2 separate regions of the Sus scrofa genome follow, and region 1 is linked to region 2. A link is a contact called in public Hi-C data. All regions are on one chromosome and are shown on one strand. Each heading gives the region's core, a stretch centred on a gene start, on an enhancer-like site or on the middle of the called end of the contact. The rest is flanking DNA. Distances are from core to core; before and after follow the strand shown. Region 1 overlaps TKT (transketolase). Region 2 holds the start of FAM198A (protein FAM198A).

Region 1 (6,360 bases), core at 1,254-3,753, 8.9 Mb before region 2:
TTGTGTCATCTTTGATTTCTTTCATCCATGTTTTTTAGTTTTAAGAGTAGAGGGGTTTTTTTTGTTGTTTTTTGGGTTTTTTTTTTTTTTTGTCTTTTTGCCATTTCTTGGGCCACTCCCGTGGCACATGGAGGTTCCCAAGCTAGGGGTCTAATCGGAGCTGTAGCTGCCAGCCTACGTCAGAGCCACAGCAACGCAGGATCTGAGCCGCATCTGCAACCTACACCACAGCTCACGGCAACGCCGGATCCTTAACCCACTGAGCAAGGGCAGGGATCGAACCCGCAACCTCATGGTTCCTAGTCAGATTCGTTTCCACTGACCACTACGGGAACTCATGTTCTTCAGTTTGTTAATGTGATGTATCACCCTGATGTGCAGATATTGAAAAATCCTTACATCCCCAGGATAAATCGCACTTGATCATGTGTATAGTCCTTTTAATGTATTGTTGGATTCGGTTTGCTAGCATTTTGTCAGGGATCTTTGTATCTATGTTTTTCAGTGATACTGGCCTGTAATTTTCTTTTTTTGTGGTATCTTTGCTTTTTAGGGCCACACCCCCAGAAGTTCCCAGGCTGTGGATTGAATTGGAGCTACAGCTACTAGCCTACGCCCTAGCCACAACAACATGGGTTCCAAGCTGTGTCTGACCTACATCATAGCTCATGGCAAGGCTGGATCTTTAACCCACTGAGTGAGGCCCTAGGTCAAATCTACGTCCTTATAGGTACTAGTCAGGTCCATTACTGCCGAGCCACAATGGGAGCTCCTTTTGTGATGTCTTTGTCTGGTTTTGGTATCAGGGTGCTGGTGGCTTTGTAGAATGTGTTTGGGAGCGTTCCTTCCTTTGCAATTTTTTGGAATAGTTTCAGAAGGATAGGTGTTAACTCTTCTCTAAATGTTTGGTAGAATTTGCCTGTGAAGCCATCTGATCCTGGACTTTTGTTGGAATTTTTTTTTTGTTTTTTGTTTTTTTGTCTTTTTGCTATTTCTTTGGGCCGCTCCCACGGCATATGGAGGTTCCCAGGCTAGGGGTCGAATCAGAGCTATAGCCACTGGCCTACGCCAGAGCCACAGCAACGCGGGATCCGAGTCGCATTTGCAACCTACACCACAGCTCACAGCAACGCCGGATCGTTAACCCACTGAGCAAGGGCAGGGACTGAACCTGCAACTTCATGGTTCCTAGTCGGATTCGTTAACCACTGTGCCACGACGGGAACTCCTGTTGGAAGTTTTTTAATCATAGTTTCAATTTCAGTTCTTATGATTGGTCTGTTCATGTTTTCTCTTTTGTCTTGGTTTAGCCTTGGAAGATTGTACTTTTCTAAGAATTTATCCATTTCTTCTAGGTCGTCTGCTTTATTGGCGTATGGTTGCTTGTAGTAGTCTGTTATGATCCTTTGTATTTCTCTGGTATCCATTGTAACTTCTCCTTTTCATTTCTAATTTTATTGATTGGAGCTCTCTCAGTTCATTTCTTCCCTCCTGCCTGCCCCATGGTCAGCAGGGGTCAGTGTTCCAGCTGCACATTAAGAGTTGGGGGTACTGAGGGGTGAGGCAGCTGGTAGGGGCTGATGGCGAGCTGGGCACTTTAAATGCATTGTGTTGGGGACTCCTGGATGCCTCCACACAGCATCCCATTTACAAGTGAGGAAGCTGAGCCTCAGGGAGGTGAAACACTTGGTAAAGTGCCACAGCCCTGCTGGTCCCCATCCCAGCCTGGGACACCTCACAGAGGGGTTCCCTGGAAGCCCTGGGGTGGGGTGGGGTGGGGCGGACATCTCATCCCTCAGGATCCCTTATTCTGTGTTTTTTTATTTAGCGGATATGAAGTTAGGGCCAACAGTGTGTCCAAGATGCAGGCTGTGGAAGAAATAAACATTGTAGGCTCACCCAACATGGGCCTCACAAGGAAGGAGTCAAAGTAACTAGTTTTCAACTTCTGGTGTCTCTTCCTGGCTGACCGACCTCCTCCACATGTGCTCTGCTCGGGCCACAGCGTGTCTCTGGCACATGCACCAGGTACTCGTGTCAGGGCCGCTTCTCCCTGAAGCCCCTTCCCAGGAGTCTCACCAGGTAGGCAGGGCCAACGGAGCCCTGTCCTGTGCCTGGCTGCCTTCTTCCTCTGGGAGCAGTGTGGCCTGCTGTCCACCCATCCCCTTCCCCCACGGTTCTCCTAACAAGGTCATGCCTTTTGGAACCAGGTTCCTCAGGGCCAGGGCTGTCCTTAGATGGGAAGGGCAGGAGGTCAGCCTGGCCGGTGTTGATGGGAATGTCCCCTGGCTGAACTCTCCGCTAGGGTCAAGGGAGTTGGGATCCTGCCCAGCGGGAAAAAGTTTCTCGTTTACATTTCCTCACCTCCCTCTTTCAGGTCTAGTGTCTTTCCCCATGACCAGGAGTTCGTAGAAATGGTTAAGTATAAGCCTGTGTGCTGGGGCTGAGGGTACTAAACCCGCATGGACAGTTCCGGATTTCTCTACTAATGCGTCTGCTCTGAGAGTGACTCACCCCTAACCGGGGCGGGGAGCCAGCTGGCAGGGGGAGGGAGGCCCGCGTGGAGTCCAGATGGTGCATGTGCCCTTGGATTTGGCAGTGGGCATGTCATAGTGTGAAGGGTCTCGGAGCAGCATCAGGGCTGCGCTGAGCTGCATGGATGGGGTGGCTGGGAGGCACGTGCCCTGAGGCTGACGAAACTAAGAGTCACCAAACCATGGACCAGAGGCTTTCAGGAATTACTCTTAAGTCCTGCCAGGAACCCCAGCCTCCTGGGACTGGGACTGGATCGAACAAGTGGGTCCTAAGAAACCTGAATAAGTCTCACCCCTCAGACATAATCCTGATACTTTCTCTGGTTAAGTCCTTTGCCAAGGAGCCATTCAAAAACTGCAGTGACTAAAACAAGAACCTAAAAGGGGAGGCGGCGGGGACTTGTCCTCACCACTGCAGGCCTGGAAGGGCAGGCTTTTGCTGCTGTCAGCTCTACCCCAGCCCTGGTCTCAGGAAGAAGGAAGTTTTATTTCTTCATGATTTTAGGCTGTGGAGAGGATAAGAAATTGCTTTGCCTTCTCAATTCTGTACAAAAGCATGGTTTCTGCTGGCTACACCCTCTCTCTCCAAATGCCCTTTGAAAGGCTGATGAGCAGCCCCTGTTCTTGGAGATCCCAAAGCCCCAGCTTTCCCCCTACCAGCCCTGGGAGAGTGAGTTGTCCCGACAGGTGGGCGAATCCTGCGCAGTCCCACCGAGGACTTAGTTCACAGGTCACAGAGCGGCCACCACAGTCTCGTGGACCCCTCTTCCTTTCTTACTCTGGTCCAGCCCAGAGTTCTTGAGTTACCCTGACTCTGGGGGTCCCTGGGAGGGTGCATCCCTCGTGCTGCCAGCACTGAGACCCTGTGCCACCCTCCACATGGCAGGAGCACATGGCTCTCTGACAAGCCAGGCCTGTGACTCCTTGGGACCTGCACCCCCAGGTGCCTGTCCGCAGGCCTGGGGTGAGCCCCGTAGGTCAGGAGTCGGGGTCTCTAATGCATTTGTCCCTCTCTCTCCTGGGCCACAGCCACCCAACGTCATGCTGCAGTGCTGCCGAGATCATGGCTGTCCTCTTTTTCCACACCATGCGCTACAAGGCCCAGGATCCCCGGAACCCTCACAATGACCGCTTTGTGCTCTCCAAGGTAAGAGGCCAGCACGCCGACCTTCACCTGGGGTTGGGGGTCACATGGGCCCTGGGGCCCTGTCTCCCGAGTATAAGCCCAGCCCTTCCCCACCCTTCCCCACCCAGGCTCCCTTTCTCCTTCCATGGCCCGCTCTGGCCTGACTCAGCTGGTAGACTTAACCCAGTTAAGGAAGAAAGGACTGAATTAGCAGAGGACAATGGAAGTGGTCTGGGTGTCCCACTCACTTTTGGTGTTGACAGGAGTGGAGTCCAGGCCTGGGGTATAGTAGCTTTGTGGTTCTGCATGTGTCTGCTGTGCTGGGACCCAGGCTGCTCCTGCTCCCTGCTGTGCTTTCTGCAGCAGGGTTGGGGATGGGGTGCCCTGACCCTCCCCCATGAGAGCCGCAGCCACAAACCCCCGAAATCCACCTGCAGTGAGGCCGGGCTCTGTGGCCTCTGGTCTCTCGGTGTAAGCATGGGAGCTTAGAAGTCTGTCCAAGTCGTCTCACATGCCAGAAACCAGGGATTAGGGCAGCCGGCTGCCTGCTGGGGTTTTGGCCTCGGCAGCCGCACAGCTGTACTCCCGCTGCACCTGTCCTAGGGCTTTTGCTCGGCCTTGGCTTTGGGAAGCTTGGGATGAAAGGAGGGAAAGTGGCCTTCACTTGCTTCTTTCCCTGAAAACCATCCCTTGGCTGGCAGGCTCTGCCAGGCCCCCCAGGTTTGCCATAGGGTGGGAACAGTTCCCTATCTGACCCTTCCTCCCCGCCACCCATCCCCCACAGGGCCACGCAGCACCTATCCTGTATTCCGTGTGGGCTGAAGCCGGCTTCCTGCCAGAGGCAGAGCTGCTGAACCTGAGGAAGATCAGCTCTGACCTGGATGGGCACCCTGTCCCGGTAAGCTCGCCCCACCAGGAGCCTCGCCAGGCCTCTGCCTCCACTTCCTGTTTCTCAAGGCGTGTGAGAAAGAGGGCAGGGCACCCGCTGAGGAGCTGAGGGTGTTAGAGGGCAGAGGAGGGTATTAAAGTGAGGAAGAAATGGAGTTCCTGTTGTGGCACAGCGGAAATGAACCCGACTAGGAACCACGAGGTTGTGGGTTTGATCCCTGGCCCTGCTCAGTGGGTTAAGGATCTGGCGTTACCGTGAGCTGTGGTGTAGGTCGCAGATGTGGCCCAGATCCTGTGTTGCTGTGGCTGTGGCTGTGGTCGCCAGCGTTTGTGATGAAGTGTGAGGCCTTTAAGACCCCAGCCCAGGGCTCCCTGGGTCGACTGTAGACAGGGCCTCTCCTCAAACACCAAACACCAGCTTCCCTTTCCCACTGGGCTCCCTGGCCAATTAGACACAGCTTGGGACTCGAGGTTCACCACGAGTCTCTAAGGTGGTTGCAGCAGGATTCTGGGACACCAAGGGAAGGGCCCTGGGGTGCTAATTCCTGCACCCTACGTTCCTGGGTTACCATGAAAACAGTCACACCCCATTTGGGCACCCACCAGGGCCAAATAATCAGTTTTGTCTTGAGGTCTCTGAACCACTGTAAGGTGGATAATGTGGGCTTTGTTTACAGATGAGGGAACTGGGGCCCAGAGAGATGCAGTGACCATAGGCCTCGCAGCTCGCTGGTGGGCAGAGCTGGTGTTTGAGCCAGGCCCACGATTACTGCTGTAGGGGAGTGGAAGTCATACTGTGCCTTCTGCAGACCTGTCTGCACCCTTCCCCATCCCGGGTGGGGTGTGGCTATATGCCCCCTGGGCCAGGATCCTAGCAGGTGGTTCTGAGAAGCACTGCCTGTGCCTAACTGTGGCTCTCTGTCCTGACAGAAACAAGCTTTCACTGATGTGGCCACCGGATCCCTGGGCCAGGGCCTTGGGGCCGCTTGTGGGATGGCCTACACAGGCAAATACTTCGACAAAGCCAGGTAATACTTCCCCTCCCCGTCCCCACCTGTGATGAATTGGGGAGGGGTCCTGGTGGCCCAGTCTTACCCACCTCCCCCAAGTACCTCCTCGTGCCTGGGGGCTGAGTAGAAACGGAGTAATATTTGAGAGCATTTTTGGCCTGAGGCTGGTACCAGGACCAGCCCCCTTTGCAGATGAGGAAACAGCTCAAAAGAGGGAAGGGATTTGCCCAGAGTCCCCAGATAGGGACCAGCAGGGCCAAGTTTGCATCCAAGCCATGTGCTCTCTGGCCAGAATGCTCTGGTTCAGGAGTTTCCATGTTGTCCCCAAGCCAAGCATCTGGACCCTGGAAGTCTCAAAAGGCGCCACCTTTCAAGGCCCGAGTCCCATGAGCCCAGGCCCGAGGTACTCACTTGTTCTGGTTTTAGGTCTCCCTGAGCCCCTCCTATCAACCAGGAAAGAAACAGACACTGGAAAGCGTGGCTATGGAGCAGCCTGTGCAGAGAGGTTTGCTGCTCCAGCACTGGGCAGTCTGGGGGAGGCCTCTCTCGAGGCAGTTTGGCTACACGGCTATTCACTGTGGCCTGCAGACAGGTCTCTGTTGCGGGATGAGGGGGGGGGTTGGCTATAGGCTTATCAAGAAAAGCACTGATCAGGTGGTTTCTTGATAGGGTTTCACCTTGATAAGGCCCCTACGGACTAAGTGGTGACATGCATACAGTTACCCCTCTCACAGATGGGGGGGCTGGGGGAAGATGCTTGTCTAGTGTCGGAGGCAAGGTTTGAACCCAGGGCACACATCCA
Region 2 (6,265 bases), core at 2,546-5,045:
AAATATAAGAATAAAAATAAAATAAAACAATACTCCAAGAAAGTAAGAGATACACCAAAACAATAATCAAGGTTACCTATAGAATTTTGCAGTATGGCTGTTAGATAAAATATATTTCAGAAATACATATACTTTTTATCCCCCAAGAACCAGAAAAAAACACTTTTAAGTTGGCAATAACAGTCTTCTATCAATATTTTTCTTCCAAGTTCAAAGTCTTCAACATACAAGAAGCTTCCCACCATTACTGTAAGGGAAGTGGCAAGCGTCCCACTCTTAGCTTTAGAAATACACAATCCAAGCCCTGGATAAGACCCACAGCCCCTTTAAGATGATCAAAAATCGGAGTTCCCATCATGGCGCAGTGGTTAACGAATCCAACAAGGAACCATAAGGTTGTGGGTTCGATCCCTGCCCTTGCTCAGTGGGTTGAGGATCCGGCGTTGCCAAGAGCTGTGGTGTAGGTCGCAGACCCAGCTTGGATCCCACGTTGCTGTGGCTCTGGTGTAGGCCAGTGGCTATGGCTCTGATTAGACCCCTAGCCTGGGAACCTCCATATGCCGCAGGAGTGGCCCAAGAAATGGCAAAAAGACCAAAAAAAAAAAAAAAAAGATGATCAAAAATCAAAAACGCCCTCACAGATCCTGAAGTTCAGGGTCCACTTTTGCAAAAAGACATTTAAGGATTCCAGACTGTTAGCTTCATATTTCCAACTCAGGCTTTTCTATCTTATGTAATGGGATCAGTAATACGATGGTATTAAGAAATTACTAAATATTTGAACAAGTTGGGGATATTCACATCTCAATTTTAATGAATTAAAAGAAGTTTCTCTCTAAGTGCAGTTCTTGTTCCCTCAGTCCTCAAGCCCTGTGGTTCTCAATCCTGGCTGCACATTGGGATCACCTAGGGAGACTTAAAAAAAAAAATCCCTTGGTCTGGATCCCATCCTGGATTTGATCCGGGGATAAGTGAGAGTCAGTGCTAAGAACAACTTCTTCCTTTCACCCTGCTTAGCTGCTCATGCTGAGAAGAGGGCAATATCAGGGGTCCACCCTCAGAATTATTCAAGCATCATCCATTTTTGGAGCTAAATGGCACCTCAAAGGGCATGAGTTCAATCTCATTTTACAGAGTAGGAAACAAAGGCCCCCAGAGGACTCCTAGCCCCCTGCCTCCTCCTATGCTGGTTTCTGCCAATGCCTGGCTGCCCTCGGGCCCCTAGGCCTCTGGACCACAAGACCCTTCATTCAGAGGGAGGAGCAAAGGAAACCTTCAGATCTCCAAGGCCATTTTGCTGCCAGGGGGTGCCCAATATGCCCCTTTCTCTGGCATGTGGACCTGGACACAGCAAAATCCTACCTCAAGTCCTCTTCCTAACATACCCCAGAACTGAGGATGAAAAGCCAGGAGCCTGCTGGCTCACAGGAAAAAGAAGCCCACCCTCCCACTCCTGGGCATCTATCCAGAGGAAACCATGTCTCGAAAAGATCCACGTACCCCATTGTTCACTGCAGCACTATACACAATAACCAAGATGTGGAAACAACCTAAATGTCCATTGATGGAGGAGTGGATCAAGAAGATGTGGTACATACACACAATGGAATATTACTCAGCTACAAAAAGGAAAGAAATAATGTCATTTGCATCAACATGAATGGACCCAGAAATTATCATCCTAAGTGAAGTTAGATAGTGAGACATCAATGTTATATGCTATTACTTATATGTGGAATCTATAAAAAGGACACAATGAAATTCTTTGCAGACCAGACTTTCAAAGACTTATGGTTTCCAAAGGAGACAGGTTGGAGGTGGGGGATGGGCTGGGGGCTTGCGACAGAAATGCTATAAAATTGGGTTGTCATGATCACTGTACAACTATAAATGTTATAAAATTCATTGAGTTAAAAAAATAATTTAAAAAAAGAAGCCCACCCTGGCATGGAGCAATCACATCAATGTGGCACCCAAAGGCTGCCCAAGCAGAAGCCAGAGGAGACCTGAGAGGTTCTGCCGTGGACAGGAGACTCCTGCACAACAGTAACAGCCCTGAGTGGGTGGCCTTGGCCTATACTCTCTTCTGGAGACATTCTGGCCCTGAAAAGGGAGTTTTGGGGTAAAATATCTGCTGATTTTTCATGCCCTGTACCTCTAATCACTGCCCTTTTCCAACCTTAAGATTCCATTATTAATTTCTCCTTAGCAGCTTTGAGGGGGAAAAAACAAAAAACAAAAAACAAAAACTCTGAGGGTTGGGGGAAGGGGTGCTATGCAGGGATAAAGTGAAACAGCATCCCCCCTAGCCTCATGGGTCCCCTTCCCTGAGCCCCCAGCTTCTGGTCAGTGGCCTTCCACCTCTGGTACAGACACTGCCCAGATACCTGGCAAACAGGGAGCTCACCTCCCAGAGACTGCCCATCAGGGGAATCCTGGGTGCCTGTCTCAAAACCAGGCCCAAAGCTAAATTCCTTAGAAAGTACAGTGAGCTCCAATCTGCTCTGTGTGATCTTGAAGTGGGGTGGGGGGCTGTCCAAAGAAGCAAATAGGAGAACCCCTCTGAGTCCCTTCAGAGTTCAAACTTATCCTGGTGGGTGATACCCCCCAGGGAAGGACAGTGAACTGCAGGAGGGGGTGGGGGTAGGGGCTGTAGGTAGCTTCTACCTGGAAGCAGAGCTGATCAGCAGCCAGTGCTGAGGTAAGTCCCTTTCCAGAGGCTACACGTGTGTTTTAGCTACACTGCCTGGATCATACCCCCAAAAAGTCTATCCTTCCTGCTTGTTGGTGTCTGTGAGCTTTATCAATGGAAGAGCCAACCCTTCACAGGGTCCCTGGCTCCATGAATCATGCCCCAGGCAGTCCTCCACCCCCATACCAGCCCTAGGGTCCCAGGAGGCAGAGGGAGATGGGACACTGGGAGCCAGGCATTGGAACCTTACCAGGGCCAACATAATTCTATGGTAATAAATGCAAGGCATTACTTCTTAATATTAAAATATGGCTATGATAGAATATAAAATTCACGTGCATTTTTTCAAAGATAGAAAGAAACTTCAAAATCATCTCACCCATCACTGGCTGCCCTGAGTGCCCGTGGAATCCTCTCCTCCCCAACACTGTGGATTAGATGGAGTCGTTGCAGCACTGCCAGAGGGTTACAGTGCAGCCAGGGAGTGCGGGTCCAAAAGGAAAGCTGCCTTATTACAGTCCTCCCCCAGCCAAGGGAAGCAGAAAAGCCAACTGCCCCCTTCCTAAGTCCCCGCCCCCCTGCTACTTTCTGGGAACAATTCTGGCTCAGGGAGGTCGTGCAGGGCGGGTGCGCTGCTTGCCGCCACCTGTCTGGGTGCCCACCCGCCTGCCTGAGCTTCCCCTCCTGCGATTCCTACCATGTCCCCCGCGGTGGCTGGATTGGCTCCTCGGGGCGCTCAGCCTACTCGCCAGCTCATCCTGCCGCCCCAGGCTGCTCCTAGCGCCACGATTCTCCCGGCTTCCCTGGACCTGGGTTTCCCGGACCGAGGGGCCACAGCTTCCTAACGGCCAACTCCCAGACGAGAGAGATGAGCGGTGGGATGCTCTGCGGTGGGGTTGGTAGAGGTCTATAGGCGAATGCAAATGGGGGGGTCTCTGGGGCTGCGAGAATCTGCCGTTCTGCGGGACCCCTCCCACAGCCTCGAGCCTCTGTAATCGGCTGAGGACGTTTGCAGAGTTTGCAAAGTCCCTGCCGAGCATCCCGGCCCAGCCTCCCCACTTTCCCGAAAGCACGGGAGGGGGGAGCTCCTTTCACAATAAAAGCCCTACCCGGGGTTCAGGCAGCCTCAGCCGCCTCGAGCAGGAACCCAGGTGCTAGAAAGGAACGGCCCCGCCTGCCGCTGGGTGAAAAACCAAAGCTGGGCAGCGAGACTGTGCATCGCCACGATCTCGCCTCCAAGGAGTCCGGGGCTCTGGAACGGCGGAAACCCCGGGGTTCCTGCGGAGGGTCGCAAAACTATCACTTTCCCCTGCAAAGCCTCTGAAAGACAATTTTACTGGAGCCTCACAGCCTTGTTTGAGCCCAGTCATCAAGCGCGATTTGGAAGGAAAGTCTGTTGACCACTTAAGGTCATTAACACTGAACAGCTTCTCTCCTTGAGAACTAATCAGTGTTTAGGTCGCAGGAGTAAGCACCTGATATGGATGCACAGACAGCACCTTACACTCCCTGGGTAATCTCCCAGCGCTGTGGCACAGGCCAGGCAGGACCTAAAGATCTGCATGCTCCGTGTTGGAGACAGGACCGGGCTTGGAATCCAAAGCCCTGGAATTGGAGGCTGGTCTCTCTGTTAACAGCTGAGCCACCTTCCACCAGGGCCTGGACCTCTTTTAGATCAGTGTCCCCAAGTAGCCCAATGTTTGAATCTCAGGATTCTTAACAGCCTGTAGAAAGGAAGGTGGAGGTGGGGACAGAGTCAGCAGTAGGGCTCTGAGAGAATCTGGGAGCCAAGCTGAAATATTACCCTCCAAGACTGAAACTAGTAAGAACCATTGTTAGATGGACAGAAGCTGGTATCTTCCCAGCAGTCCCCTGCTGCCGAATGCTTTGAGGATGTCACTACTAACATTGCTTCTTAAGAGGATCTCCTTAAAGTGTGTGTGTGTGTGTGTGTGTGTGTGTGTGTGTGTGTGTGTGTGTGTAGTGGGGATACAACAGATTCAAAGGATTTTTTCGGTCCTTATTATGTTCCAGATGCTTTCCATAGGTCATTGCATTTCATCATTACAAGCAATCCTAAGACAGAAAATTTATTACCACCATTTTTCAAATAAGGAAACTGAAGATTAGGTAGCTGAAGTGACTTCCCTGAGGCCAGATAGTAAGTAGTTTCACAAACCAAAGTCTATTTGCTAGAGCAGGTAAGAGAGAGGAAGAAATCTATAAGTCAGGAACAGGACATAGGATGCAGTGCTGAAAACTCTAGTTTGTGCTTAGGGAGGATGAGGAGGACTGGGAATTTGAGCGCTGACTGAGGAACATAAAGCAAAAGGGAGTGGGACAGACAGTACAGACTTTTTTGTGTTTGGTCCAGCCATTTGGGGAGAGTCTCCTTTTCTAACTGCAACCTATGTAAGATGTACATCCTATGTACACACATACACACATACACATAAATGTAACAAAGTTTTAGCAATTGTTATCACATGTGATGCACTCCAATATTTTCTATTCTACCCCATCTTAATTATTTTTAATGGTGTTCTCTAATCATTATATTTCTCTAAAATCCACTAATGAGTACAGTTTGAAAAACTATGGAGAGTAGAATAGAGACAGTTCTTTAATGTTTTCAAAGAGTTTTGTGGTCTTTAGCAGAATGCGTCTGCTATATAGAAAAGTTTTTTTGTTTTGTTTTGTTTTTTCATTTTAGGGCCACACCTATGGCTTATGAAGATTCTCTGGGCTAGGGTCGAATCAGAGCTGCAGCTGCCAGTCACAGCCACAGTCACAGCAATGGCAGATCCAAGCCACATCTGTAACCTATGCCAACCTACACCACAGCCTGCAGCAACCCCAAATCCCTAATCCACTGAGTGAGGCCAGGGATCAAACCCACATCCTCACAAAGACAGGTTCTTAACCCATTGGGCCATAATGGGAACTCCTAGAAAAGGAATTTTATATGCAGGATTCTGTTGGTCAACTTTGAGAACACTGAACACAGATTTTTTTTTTTTTTTTGGCAGTCAGACCTGCCAGAGCCTTTGAAGGTAATAGATGTTGAGGTTTCCTGAGATAGGAGGAGAGTGCCCAGTTTTTCCCAGGTTTACTAGATAGAAAACTCTCAGAGAAGTCAGCTCTCAGGACTCAGGGGACACACTTGAGAAAAGCTGCTCCAGGACCTGGCCCAAACAAGTGAAATGTCATACATGAACAAGGAGTCAAAACTCTACATTCTGAAGCCCAATCCCAAGCTCAGCCATTCTGTCCAACTGATATTCTGCTCTGCAAAGGATCAAGTACCCAGATGGTTAGTGTAGGGACTCCATTCATAAATGAACAACTGCCACTTTTAAAACCCAGAAGGAATGTGAGTCGTCAGTGTCCAGGAATGACCACAAGTGCGGAAGCAGATAAACTGCTTAGCTGAGGACACTCTAGGATCTGGGATCACTCCACCTGCCTTTCACAAGATTCTGCCTAGACTCTTGCCTTCCCTTTCTTTACTAACTCCTAGTTGACACTGATTCCTTCCAGCTCTGAATATATTAAATTTAGATAACCAATAAA

What was found. Hi-C and Micro-C count contacts between places; a contact is called where the count stands out from the background.
Region 1: a Hi-C map of subcutaneous adipose tissue shows a contact between it and region 2, with 12 times the contacts expected there. The contact joins the enhancer-like site here to the promoter of FAM198A in region 2. A contact is called at or near these places in 6 of 47 Hi-C or Micro-C datasets (embryonic fibroblasts, liver, mesenteric adipose tissue and 3 more).

What each region holds. Positions count from the first base shown.
Region 1 is chr13:35,360,389-35,366,748 of Sscrofa11.1, reverse strand. TKT (transketolase) reads left to right here. Exons shown (of 14, transcript NM_001112681.1): 2 at 3,564-3,681; 3 at 4,445-4,558; 4 at 5,479-5,576. Among named protein-coding and RNA genes, the nearest start is that of TKT, 14 kb to the left of the region's middle. Within about 2 kb of position 2,503, at least 36 of the 83 cell types and tissues checked have an H3K27ac peak or open chromatin away from gene starts, as enhancers often do. A contact at or near this core is called in liver, mesenteric adipose tissue, omental adipose tissue and 2 more, where this site is marked.
Region 2 is chr13:26,413,167-26,419,431 of Sscrofa11.1, reverse strand. It overlaps FAM198A (protein FAM198A), which reads right to left and starts at 3,795. Exons shown (of 8, transcript XM_013981528.2): 1 at 3,390-3,795. The coding sequence starts at 3,392.